3 separate regions of the Sus scrofa genome follow, and all the other regions are linked to region 1. Evidence: chromatin contacts called from public targeted proximity ligation data. All regions are on one chromosome and are shown on one strand. The core of a region is the stretch at or near the end of the contact, and the rest is flanking DNA. Distances in the headings are between cores, read along the strand shown.

The links.
Region 2: a targeted proximity ligation map of alveolar macrophages shows a contact between it and region 1. A contact is called at or near these places in 2 of 47 Hi-C or Micro-C datasets (embryonic fibroblasts and fibroblasts) and 2 of 2 datasets of targeted methods (alveolar macrophages and skeletal muscle).
Region 3: a targeted proximity ligation map of skeletal muscle shows a contact between it and region 1, with 4 times the contacts expected there. A contact is called at or near these places in 6 of 47 Hi-C or Micro-C datasets (embryonic fibroblasts, heart right ventricle, mesenteric adipose tissue and 3 more) and 2 of 2 datasets of targeted methods (alveolar macrophages and skeletal muscle).

The regions. Positions count from the first base shown.
Region 1 is chr3:4,232,125-4,236,377 of Sscrofa11.1, forward strand. The region is part of intron 13 of RNF216 (E3 ubiquitin-protein ligase RNF216); the gene reads right to left. LOC106509622 (a long non-coding RNA gene) reads left to right here. Exons shown (of 4, transcript XR_002342210.1): 1 at 1-898; 2 at 1,800-1,979; 3 at 3,222-3,319. Among named protein-coding and RNA genes, the nearest start is that of RNF216, 95 kb to the right of the region's middle.
Region 2 is chr3:4,013,755-4,018,007 of Sscrofa11.1, forward strand. No RefSeq gene overlaps it. Among named protein-coding and RNA genes, the nearest start is that of TNRC18, 20 kb to the left of the region's middle.
Region 3 is chr3:4,053,613-4,057,865 of Sscrofa11.1, forward strand. All of the region lies in intron 4 of FBXL18 (F-box/LRR-repeat protein 18), which reads right to left. Among named protein-coding and RNA genes, the nearest start is that of FBXL18, 19 kb to the right of the region's middle.

The DNA.
Region 1 (4,253 bases), core at 1,302-3,801:
TGTTCTGGCTGGATGGCTCCGGGGCCATTAATAATGCAAAAGCCGGAAGAGGATGAATGCCGGAGTGTACGACGGAGGTTTCAAGGTTAAAAGCAGCAATGGAGAGAGCTGGGGGCGCAGGTGATGTTGGCAGAAGAGGAGAGAGAGAGAGAGAGAGGGAGGGAGGGAGGGAGGGAGAAGGAGGATGGGGTGGAAAGAGGTGCCGGGGAGTTAGTCTTAAATCTCTGTTTGAAAATGTCCAGCTGCCCTTCGGGAGCAGCAGGTACGGCGAAGCACAACTTCTCAGGGGCCGTAATCGAGCGGAGGGCGGCTGCTGCTCTCCCTTGCGGTGCACACAAGCCTCTGGCCATTGGCGGAAGGGTGGCACTGCTGAGCCTCCAGCGTGGAAGAGCTACCAGTGTATCCAACTGAGGCCAGAGGAAACCATCCGTATCTTTCAAACGTATTCTTGGTGTTTTCTTTATTTTTAAAATTGTGTCTTTTTAGGACCACACCCGAGGCATATGGAGGTTCCCAGGCTAGAGGCTGAATCGGAGCTGTAGCCACTGGCCTACGCCCCAGCTCACGGCAACACCTGATCCTTAACCCACTGAGCGCGGTCAGGAATCTGCATCCTCATAGATGCCAGTCAGATTCATTTCTGCTAAGCCACAATGGGAAGTCCCTATTTTTGGTGTTTTAAATGACTTCTCTTATAAAAGGCAATGCCTGCTTGTTCAGCAGAACTAATACCTTCCCACTTTAGCTTTTACAGGGAACTCAAGACAAGTGATGCAGAAAGGTCCGGGTCTGGCAGCCGGGCATTCCTTCAGCACAAGACACAGACTACACTGTCACAACTGCCTCCCCATCTCTGCAAATCTCCATCCCACTGTGTTTCCAAGGGGGATTTCAAAAGGTACAGTATCTGACACTCCAACACAGGGCTTTGTATTAGAACGGAATGATAGCAAATAAGCCTGCACTTTAGGCCTGGAAAAGGATTCGTATGGCTATTTGAAAAGTAATTGCTTGGGAGGCAGGGGAGAGGGCTACAAAGCAAGGTCGCCGGCCATCTGTGACTCCGGAGCTGTTTATATCTAGATCAGCTCCTAAGCAGACAAGCTTTCACCTGTCCCTTGAGAGCCAAAAGTGAACTGCTTTACATACTAGGAAAGTAGCAACTTTACCTGCTGGTTTCACAACCTAAACCAGACATTTGAAGAGCTGGTCATAGAAAAGCTTGGGTGAATCAGAACCCATCCTTACTTGTTAGTCAGAAATCGTCTCTGTGGGAAAAGGAAGCAGTTGGAGCAGTCTTGAATCATAATTACTGAAAGCTGCCTTTATTCCCACGGGGCTCTGACTTCTGGGCCAAGGTTTTCTCACTGGCTGCACACTGTGCGAGAGATGGGACTCCTGCAGAAAGGCCAGCTAGAAGAAGGGCAGAGCTGCCAGAGTTCCAGCACTTTCCACGCACCGCAAAATTTCATCATGTCACCTACAACCCGAGGCAAAGCACTCCTTTTGAGGGTGGTCAAGTCAGCCCTCAGAGGGATCCAAGAAAAAGGGCTACAATACACAAGCATGTTTTAAAAATCTTACGTCTATCAATCTTTTCAAGTTTCCTAAAAACAAAATTCTTTTGTTTTAAAAGTTCAGAGATGACTGGGCTGATGAAAATGGGTACTTATTTTTTTAACTGGAAAAGTACTACACGCACAGTATCCCCCTTGTCCCCGCCTTACCCTCAGAGTAAGCCTCCCTCAAAGCAATGCCCTGCAACCAAGCTCTTCTCCATCCTTCCGTGCACATTTTAGGTACACGTCGGCACGCATCTCCTCCTCCTCCCCTCATTGAGACCCAAACACAAGCCTACATCTTGTAAATACCCACTCTTCTACACCTCGCTTTGTTTGATGGGCACAACTGGACTCGTGTCATTCTTCATGCTGTGGTGTACTGGCTCAGGAGGCCAATCTGGTCTGCCGCTTCTTTCTGTAAGTACAATCTTAGCTGGATCATAGCCGCATTCATTTGTTCACACTGCCTACAGTTACCTGCTACAAAGGCAAAGCTGAGCAGCTGAGCAGCTGGGACAGAGACTATACAGTTCAAAAAGCCTCAAGTATTTATTACCTTGCCTTTCATTTAAAAAAAAAAAAAAAAGCTTGCCAACCCTGTGTATGCCACTGTTTAGAGGCACGTGTGTCCCCCTGTGCCTTACTGATGAACATTCAAGTAGAAAATGGGTATCCTTAAGAATGACATTAAACTGTATTGCTGTGAGGCACTAAGAAGGATGAGGAGGAAAGAGCAGGAAGCTAGAAAAAGCTGGCATGAAAAAGTAGGCTTAAAGAAGGAACTTCAGGGCACGCTATAACCTCCCAAAGTGTCACTTCCTCTTTTCTGAGGAAGTTAAAGGCGAACTGTAGGTCTTTTGATAAAAGGAAATTCCCCTTTGCTGTATCAAAGCTGCTCCCTGTGTTTTGTGTTTTTCTAAGTTAGGCAAGGCTGCCTGAAGCATGCTCTGACCAAATTAGGAAGCAAGCAGGCTGATGTCTCTAAGCTGGCCACCACGTGGCCAGGACGCCCAGGCATGTGTAGACAGTGATGGATGGGGAAGGAGACTGAGTCCAAGAAAGAAATGCTATTTGCTTGAGGAATTAGCCTTATAAAAATTACACTTAATAAGAATTAATAATCGTTTTGGAAGATGAAACTGACTTCATGCTTCTGGCAAAAAACAAGGGCTCCCAAGGTTTCCACAAGGAAAGAATGTGTGGGGTTCACGGTGGAGCTGAAATCTCTGGGGCACCGTTCTGCTTACTCCAAGGGCAGCGAAGGTCTTGAGAAGGACCAAGGAAAAAATAGACCAACTACCTCCTTGGTAGATTAGTAAGATATTCAGCTTCGCGCTACTGAGAAAAGAAGGAAGATCATACTCAAAAAGACTTACGTACATTTCCACTTGAGGACTGACTCCTCAACTGCTTTATCTGCTGGATCGACGCTAGGGTTTTAAACTAGTCTGACACTTTCCAACAAGGTCTAGGTATGCAGCACTGAATCACTCACACTGAGCTTGTTTCTGCCATCTCAGTGATATTCTCTTTCAGGAATGACTTCTGAGTTAATGTTTGATTCTGAGCCAATGAGCTCAGAATCTACTCTGACCACCAGCACTATCTGGCTAATAAAATTTAACCTTGAAAACCCTTGCTTTCCTCCCAAATTTCCAGATCAGCAAGATTCCTGGAAGCGATTTTTATCCCCTTAGGAATGTGCACAGTTCAGTTCCAGCATTTGCTATGAAATCAGACGTGCAGTTAGAGCTAAGGTAAGTTTAAACGACAAAGCAAATCTCAGTTCTTCTTTAAGGGAAAAATCTTCAAGGGATCCAGGTGAAAAGACGTAGGCACTGTTTCTGGCTCACTCTGAGACCCTGCTCTCTCCAGGCCAGCAGCCACTCCCCACAGAGAAGGCAGAGGCCCAGAGCAGCCGTCTGGTCTGCGTGGGAGGCAGTGTTCTGGCTTAGGGCTCCTCTTAAAACAGCGTTCTCTGTGCTGCGGGTCAATCTGTATTGAGTTGGGACCCTGGCTCCTTCGCCAGGTTACAGGGGGCAGGAAACATGCAGCCACCATCTCCAAAGTGCTCTATAAGCTGTCAAAATTGCTAAGTGTTTGCTTTCTACCTCCTCCTTTGTTGACTTTGCACATTTATTTAAAATCACCTAAAGGACCCAGGAATCTTATAGGTAACACTACAACAAACAGGTATTTTCTAAAAGACCCTGGTTGACTTAATTAGACACAAACCTACCAATTAAGAACTGTATTTCTATTAGTCAAGATTTCTGTGACTCACCTTAAACTGAGTCAGACTGTAAACTAATGGGCCACTGAGAACACACACAGGTTAGAGAACCCAGAGTTCATATACAAGCCACAGACGGAAGTTCAAGAGCTTGCTCAAGCTGTATGAACCTGGCACACAGCCCATTTCTTCATCTGCAGAGTGAAGGTGTCTGGGTGATATGACCCCACGCCACCCCCCTTACAAATCCAGCACCTACAAGTACAAACTGGAAAGAACCAAACGCCGATAACACAGAACCACCCGGGCAGGCCCGGTGCAGTTCTGCTGTAACAGGGTTTGGACCGCAGACTTGTGTCCCACTAGATGGGCACGAGCCGCCGGTGGTACCCAGCCTGTCTGAGCTCACACTACCCAGCTGGCGGGCACACCTTCCATGCCCTGCTCCCTCTGACCGA
Region 2 (4,253 bases), core at 862-3,361, 220 kb before region 1:
GCAGCACCAGATCCAAGCCCCGTCTGCGACCTACACCACAGTTCACAGCAGCACTGGATCCTTAACCCACTGAGCAAGGTGAGGGATCGAACCTGTGTCCTCATGGATGCTTGTCACATTCGCTTCCGCTGAGCCACGAGGGGAACCCCTTCATGACCCCTTTAAAGGTCTTATTTCCAAGGAGAGTCCATTCGGAGGCACCGGAGGCCAGGACGCAGTGTCTGCCCTCGGGAGGGGGTCCCACCTGAGCCCATAAGCGCCCTGAACCACAGTCTGAGTGGCCCTAGAAGGCACCTGCCGCGGACCGACCGGTGGAGGACCCAGCCTGGGCAAAGGCCCAGGGGCTTGGCCGAGCCTGACCTGATCCTTATCTCACCTGCTCCTCAGGCTTATCTTGTTTGGCCGAGACCTGAGAGCCAGGAACCAGAGGAACCTCAAGGGAAATGACTTGGCAGAGAAACAAGCAGAGGCTGTGGCTCCGCAAACAGGGGCCGTGGCGGACAGGGCAGTGGGCACCTCAGCGACTTCCTAGGTTGAAGAGCATCATCCCCCAAATTCACGTCCACGGAACCTCAGAATCATCTTTATTTGGAAACCAGGGTCTTTGCAGATGCTATTAAGATGATTGTAATGAAAACGCAGCCAAGCTGCGGTCACACTGGATTTTTCTGGTGACCCCGTCCAGGGACTGGAGTTCGTAGTTCTTCCTTCTTCATAGAAGAACTGGGAAATTGGAGTGTCCTTTGTGGCTCAGCAGTTAGTGAACCTGACTAGTATCCATGAGGATGCAGGTTCGATCCCTGGCCTCGCTCAGTGGGCTAAGGATCCAGCGTCGCTGTGAGCTGTGGTGGAGGTTGCAGACGTGGCTCAGATTCCGAGTTGCTGTGGCTGTGGTGTAGGCGAGTAGCTGTAGCTCCAATTTGACCCCCAGCCTGGGAACTTCCCTATGCTGCAGGGGCGGCCCTAAAAAAAAACTGGAAATTGGAGTTCCCATTCTGGTGCAGTGGGAGTGAATCCAGTGAGTATCCATGAGGATGCAGGTCTGATCCCTGGGCTTGATCAGTGGGTTAAGGATCCAGCTATTGCCATGAGTTGTGGTGTTAAGTCATACATGTAGCTCGGATCCCGTGTTGCTGTGGCTGTGGTGTAGGCTGGTAGCTATAGCTCCAGTTTGACCCCTAGCCTGAGAACTTCCATATGTCACCCTAAAAATCAGGAACCAAAAAAAAAAAGAATTGGGAAATTGAGGAGTTTCCTGGGGGCTCCGTGGGTTAAGGACCCAGCATTGTCACTGCTGTGCTTGGGGTTGATTCCTGGCAGGGGAACTTCTGCATGGACACACACTGAGAAGACAGTCCTGTGATGCATGCAAGGGCCAAGGAGCCCCTGCCACCCCCAGGAGCTGGGAAATAGCCCCCCCGGGCCCTCAGAGAGGGCAGGGCCCTGCCAAGCCTTGATGTAGAACCTCTGGCCTCTGGAATTGCGAGAGAAGAAACATTTCTGGGCTTAAGCTGCTCACTCTGTGATCATTTGTTCAGGCAGCCACAGAAAACTGGTACAACGGGATTCCAGCGGGACCCGCCTCTGGGGACCCACTTTTCCCAGCTCTCATTCACCCAGCTCCTCCCCCACCCATAGGCCCAAGCGTCCACTCGGAGGAGCCTGGAGTGTGGCCAGCAAGGTAGACCGGGACCCAGCCAACCCAGGAACAAGGGGGCGGGGGTGTTTGTGGCCACTGACAGCTTCGAAACATACCTGCCCCTTCCCAACACACCCCATCCATAGATGGACTGTGAGTCCCCTCCCTTTGAACCCGGGCAGGCCGGGCACTGCCTGACCCAAAGCTCATGTCCGAGGCCAGGTCACCAGAGGCCACACAGCCTCCACCTGGCTGTCCAAGCCTCAGGGGCAGGCAGGTCGCCAGCTGAGGAGTCCAAGGAGCCTGGGCCACTAGGTTGCAAGGAAGCCCCAGGCACACAGAGAGGCCACCCACACGTGCCCAGCTCCCCACCTATGCCAGCATCACCAGGGGGCACCACAGGGTCAGCGCCCCGGGGTCATCTGAGTGATCTCAGTCCGGGGACCGCCCCACTGGGCGTCTCCCCAATTTCCTGACCCGCAAGAGCCTGAGCTGAACAGAAGGTCCTGATGTGCCACGCCCTGTACCAGTGTGTGGCACAGCAGTGGCGACGGAACTGCCGCTGGCCCAGAGGGGAGATACTGGGAGTGGTGGACAGAGGCCAGGCCAGGCTAAGCACCTCTCACCCTCTCCCTGGCTGGGTGAGTCCACACCCGTCTGATCTGCCAGCATCCTGGAGACAAAGCCGGCCCCAAGTCTGACACCCCCAGAGGGTGGGGGGTCCCTCATGGGCCACAGTGGCTGCTACTCCTGGGGAAGAAAGCTGCCCCCACCTCACCCCGGCAGGGCCTCGGTGGGAGCCAGGGGGCAGGTGGGCAAGTGGCCACCTGGGCTCTCTCCGTGCCCACCCACCCCAACACCTGCCCAGCTGGCAATATTTCAGAGCAGGGTGGAGGAGCCTTGGCGAGCTGGCCGGGGGGCCTGGCTGAAAATAGCCGCCACCAGGCCTTTATTTTGTCTGCAGCTCAGCCCTGCCCCCTGGTTCCTCTCAGGCTGCTTGATGATGGCATTTAAACATCATTTGGAGAACCTGAGCCTTCCCAGAGCACCCAGGGACGCACATGCGCACGCGTGCGTGCTCGCACCTCGGCCCAGCTCACCCTCCACGGCTGGGCAGCTTCCAACCACAGAAAGGCGCTCTCTGGCAGTCCCAAGGCCAGGAGTCCAACTCCAGGAGTCAGCAGGACCTGCTCCCTCTGAAACCTGCAGGGGCTCCTGCCCTGGCTGCCCCTCCCCCTCCCCCGAGTTGGTGGGGGTGGCTGGTGCCCCTGGGCGCTCCTGGGCTTTCAGCTGCAGCAAGTGGTCTCGGCCTCTCCCATCACATGTTCCTGCCCTGTTTCTGCCTCATCCTCTTTTTTTTTGGTCTTTTTGCCTTTTCTAGGGCCACATCCGTGGCATATGGAGGTTCCCAGGCTAGGGGTCGAATCGGAGCTGTAGCCACCAGCCTACACCACAGCCACAGCAATGCAGGATCCGAGCCGTGTGTGCAACCTACACCACAGCTCACAGCAATGCCGGATCCTTAACCCATGGAGCGAGGCCAGGGATCGAACCTGCAACCTCATGGTTCCTCGTTGGATTCGTTAACCACTGAGCCACGACAGGAACTCCCCTGCCTCATCCTCTTACCCTGACACCGTCACACTGAATTGGGCTCAGCCTCATAACTTCATCTTGATTATCTCTGCAAAGACCCTGTCGCCAAATAGTCACGCTCACTGGCAGCGGGGGAGGGGGAGGAGGGTTCGGCGGTCCATCTATCTTTTGGGGGGACGGGATGTGATGCAACCTACTAGAACATTCTTCGCATTGGTCTGAGCTTGGGCCTCCCCTGCTCACCAGGCCCCTTCCTGCCCCACCCCAGTCTAGATGCCTGTGTCCCGTCCCCAACAAGGGATGCCACCTGTTACCCGGAAGGGCTGGCAGGGGCTCAGGCACACAGGTGACAACAGGTAGCACAGGGGGTCCAAGCCAGCCAATGGTTACAGCTTAATTTTTTTTCTTTTTTTTTTTTTTTTTGCTTCATAACCCACTGAGCCACAGCGGGAACTCCTACCTGTTTAAATTCTCCCGAGCCAGCTTGTGAAGACCTGAAGGGCTGAGCCTCCTTGACGTGCCACCATCCGAGCCTCCCAGGAACCCCCCAGACTTCCCAAGGCTACAGGATGGACGCCTGGCCCAGCAGGGGTCCTGGGCTACCAGTCCAGGCTGTATCTCCTTGGGCTGGCTTCTGCAGGCTACAAATACTGTGACTGTCACCCTGCTCCTCTCAGAGAAGCCTGTCCCAAACCAGGGGCTGGGCTCAACCAGGGAGGAGGGGTCTCCGGCCAGGGTCAAAAAAGGGTGTGCATCTACAGAAAACTGAGGAGAGAGTTTAGCATATGACCCAGCAATGCCACTCCCGGGCATCTGTCCAGACAAAACTATAATTCAACAAGACACAGGCACCCCTATTTCATCACAGCACACTTCACAAGAGCCAGGACATGGAAGCAGCCTGAATGTCCATCGATGGATGAATGCATAAAGAAGCCATGGTATACATACACAGTGGAGTATTACTCAGCCATAAAAAAGAATGAAATAACGCCACTCGCAGTACTATGGATGCAAC
Region 3 (4,253 bases), core at 924-3,423, 180 kb before region 1:
GGGCCCAGCCCCAGCTCCCCGGGTCCAGTGATTCTGGCCCTAGATTCCTTACCCGGAAAACCCGGGGCCCCGGTGACAACAGAAGAATGTCCAGGCCACTCATCTGCTGCTCTACACCCAGGCCCCACCCAGTGCGGGAAAAGGCCTCCTGCCCAGCAGTGGGTGCGGTCCCAGCCCTTGGCCTCCCCCCGGTGGCCTGGACAACCTTGACCACAGGAGATTCTGAGCAGTGACGGTCTTCCACGCTGGCCAGCAGCTGAGGCTGCACCAGGGCTGCTGGCGATCCTGCTGGCGCTGCGGTGCGGTCCACGTGCGGCCTGAGGCCTGCCAGCTCCCAGACCGGGCCCTCTTGAGTGTCCCCCAGGAACAGAGCCAGAGCTCACCAGCCACCCAGCTCTGAGTCAAGGCCAAGGATCCCCCCGGAACCCGCGCAGTGAAACCCTGCTGGCCTGGTATTTCCTGTGAGACTCACAAATCACCAGTGCAGGTCGGAAGAACAAACAGACCCTGGAGATCTGCCATGAGCAGGGGCGAGCTGGGTATGGGCGATGGGGTTTCACTGCCCCTTTACACAATTATGTCCACAAAACAGCACTGACGCTGTATTTTAGGTTTTTGGCCGCACCCACCAATAAATAAAATAAATTTTTTTTTTTTTTTTTTGCAGAAGTTCCAGGGCTAGGGATTGAACCTGGGCCACAGATGTGACCTGAGCCACAGCAGCAACAATGCTGGATTCTGAACCCACTGTGCCACCAAGGAACTCTGCTAACTCTGCTCTGAATTTTACTTTATTTCCCTTTTTTGGCCACCCCATGGCATATGGAGTTCCCAGACCAGGGATCAGATCTGAGCCACAGCCGCAACCTACACTACAAGTGCCACAATGCCAGATCTCTAATCTGCCGTGCCACGCCAGGGATCGAACCTGCATCCCAGCACACCAGAGACGCCACCGAGCCCATTGCACCACAGTGAGAACTCCCTAACTCTGTATTTTAAAATCCACCTTCAAGGGTTCCCATCCTGGCTCAGTGGAAACAAATCCAAATAGAATCCATGAGGATGCGGGTTTGATCCCTGGCCCTGCTCAGGGGGTTAAGGATCCAGCATTGCCGTAACCTGTGGTGTAGGTCGAAGACATGGCTCAGATCCTGCATTGCAGTGGCTGTGGTGTAGGCCAGCAGCTGTAGCTCCAATTTGACCCCTAGACTGGGAACCTCCATATGCCAAGGGTGCAGCTCTAAAAAAAAACAAAAACAAAAAACAAAAGCACAATAAAATAAAATAAAATGAAATCCACTTTCTGTTTCGAAGCTGCCAGTGTGGCTCCACCTGGAAGCCTGGGGCCCAGGGGCAGGTGGGCCCTTCCTCCCGCTCGGCGTGGCTCTGCCAGGTCTGCCGCCGCCTGCCAGCCCCGCAGGCCCATGCGCCTTGCCAGCATGAGCCAGGCCGGAAACAGTCGAGGAAGGCTCAGGGGAGGGAACTGCCACACAGGCCTCTGGCAGACAAGAGACCCCGACCAGTGGAAGCTGGCCCGGGGGATGGAGGACCAGGCCTGCTCCCGCACCAGCACTGAGAGACGGGACTGCACCGCTCTGACCAGGGGCCCTCAGGCTGACAGACCCACGCATCAGTGACAAGTCAACACGCGGGGCCCAGCGCAGACAAGGTCCCGGGGCACCGGCCTTGTGGAGAGCGCTCGCCCACACCAGAAGCAGCGTGCCCTCACCTCGGATGGCTCGCACAGGGAGGCGTCAGGACAAGCGCCTTTCCTGCCCACATCCTGCTGCCTCTGCCCTCGGACAGGGAGCTACGGGCTCCTTCCAGAGGCAGCAGAGGGTGGCAGCATGGCCACCAGCCTCCACCCCTACTGGGCCTTTTCCCCCAGGGATGGCGGGACAGGCCCAACCTTACAAGGCTGGGCTGCCACATCTGCCAAAAGGGAGAAGGCATGGCCACCAGGCAATGGTCAGGGGACCTCTGTACCATCACCAGGACAGGCACCAAGAGCCAGCGACGAGCCACTGCAAGGGGGCAGGAGCGCCAGGAGGCAGGGATTCTGTTCTACAGACAGCAACCCGGGCTCACAGAGGGAAGTGACAGTCTCAAGTCGCAGAGCCAGTGAGCGAAGAGACGGGGGGCGGGGACGGGGTGAGCAGGTTATGCGATCTGACGGTGCAGGGATCACGTGTCACCCCAAGAAGAGCGAATGCGGACACTGCCCTCGCCCAACCCCGGAGTTCATGAGGCCTTGCAGGGAACTTTCAGGAATGAGAGTCAAAAACCCAGGACAGCTCTGAAAGCGCCTGGGCAGGGCCCCAACCCCCCTGCCCACGAGAGGCCACACAGCCTGGCTCCGGCTCCTGAAGCTGCCCACGTGGCAGCTGGACCAGGCCAGAAACCCCTCGACCGGTCGGCAGGATTAACTTGGCCGGGACAGGGTGACTCAGGGTTTCCAGAGGAGACAGGAGGCTCCGCTCGCTGGGCAGGGAGTCCTGGAGGCCAGGAGGCGGGTGGGGGAACACCTCCCAGAGCAGGAGGCAGGCAGGACAGCTGCACCTGCGCTCTGGAGCGGCCACAAGGGGGCGCTGCGCTCCAAGGCGCTGTCCCCAACCTTGGACCCGCCGGCGCTGGGCCACCAGAAGGGCCCCAGGTGAGGGAAGAGGCAGACGAGAGCCGCTCCAAAACCTCGCAGGGCCAACTGCCACAGGGTGTCAGAGCGGGGTCTAGAGGCTCATGTTTCAAACTTGAAAGAGCAAAGTCAAGATCCGGAAAATTAAAAAAAGAATACAAAAGGTGCCTCTGTACACACGACACCTCCACGGCTAAGGCCACCTCCGGGGCCGTCCCAGCTCATCTTGTGAGGGAGGAAACTGAGGCGGCCTGCCTGGGGCCAGTGCCGCCTAGGGGCTCCCAGAGGGGCCAGAGCTGCAGATCTGCCAAGCACCACCCACTGAGACGGATCCACACGCAGGGCAGACGAGAGAACTGGCAGGAAGGTGGTGACCCCAGGAAGAGGCGACACCTTCCTGGGGAGAGGACTGCAGACGCCACACCAGCCTCACTGGCTAAGTCACAGCGAACGCACAAGACCTCAGTGCCACACAGGTGAGCGGGCAGGTGCTTCCTTAATTCTCGGAACTTGAGGGGGGGAAAAGGGTGAGAAACAAGAACGAATCAAAAAAAGTGACACCTGCAGCTTCTCTTTCTGTGACCCGGGGGGTGGGAGGCAGGCTTGCTGAGATGCTGCGGGCTGGGTACTGTGCGCCACAGCGCCATCTGCTGGGCGCCTCGCAGAAAAGCAGCTGGGACCCCACTGTGCTGGGGACACAAATGCCTCGCTTCCCCACCCCACACTGAGGCTTAGGGCACAAATCTCAGAGGGCTTCAGGGAGGTGGGACCAACAGAGACTGCACACAGTCTGGCACCAAGGGGGTGCTGGTGAAAAGGGGGCCCAGAGCAGGGGCTGGAAGGATGCTGGCGGCAGGGACCCACAAAAGGGGGGGCCCAGCTGCACACACACACACACACACACACACACACGCTCATGCTCACACACTCAGCACCTCGGCCAGACCAGGCGCTCAGTGGGTTCCCACCAAAGGCCCGGCCTGTGCCAGGGCCTGGGACACAGGGGACAGCGGGGCTGGTGTAGCTTCTGCCCAGGAAGTCCACGCAGCCAACGCCAGCCTCAGGACTGGTCCCGAATACCGTGGCCCCCAGAGAAAAGAAGAGCTATCCCACGCTGGCCCTTGAAAACCTCCGCCTACGGGGGAGGTGAGACAGTGATGATGCTGGCAGAAAGTGCCACACTCCCCAGGGAGTGCAGCTGTGTGCAGTCGAAAGCCCAGAGGGAGCTCCCCACCCAGCGGGAGGCCGCCCCTGCAGGGGTGCAAGGAGAGGAGCAGGCTGCAGGCAGGACGAAGGGTGGCAGACAGGGGCCTCGTGAACGGAATGGAGACTGAGAAAGAGGAGCTCGGGCAGGGGCTGGCACCTGGCGCCAGGTCCAACCAACCCCCTGTGTTGAGGGGAGTCTGAGGAGCAAAAGGACAAAGTGGCCCGTCAGCCAATGCTGCTGCGTGCGTGGGCTCGGCCTTCTGAAGGGCCTGGGGACGTGGGACGGCCTTCACCCTAGAGAAGGCTCCCGTGCACACAATGCCCAAAGCTGGTGCCCCACTGCAGGAAGTCAGGGCTCAGGGCTGAGGGGTGCCACAATCCACACGGGTCTGGGAGCCCAGGCCCGGCCACA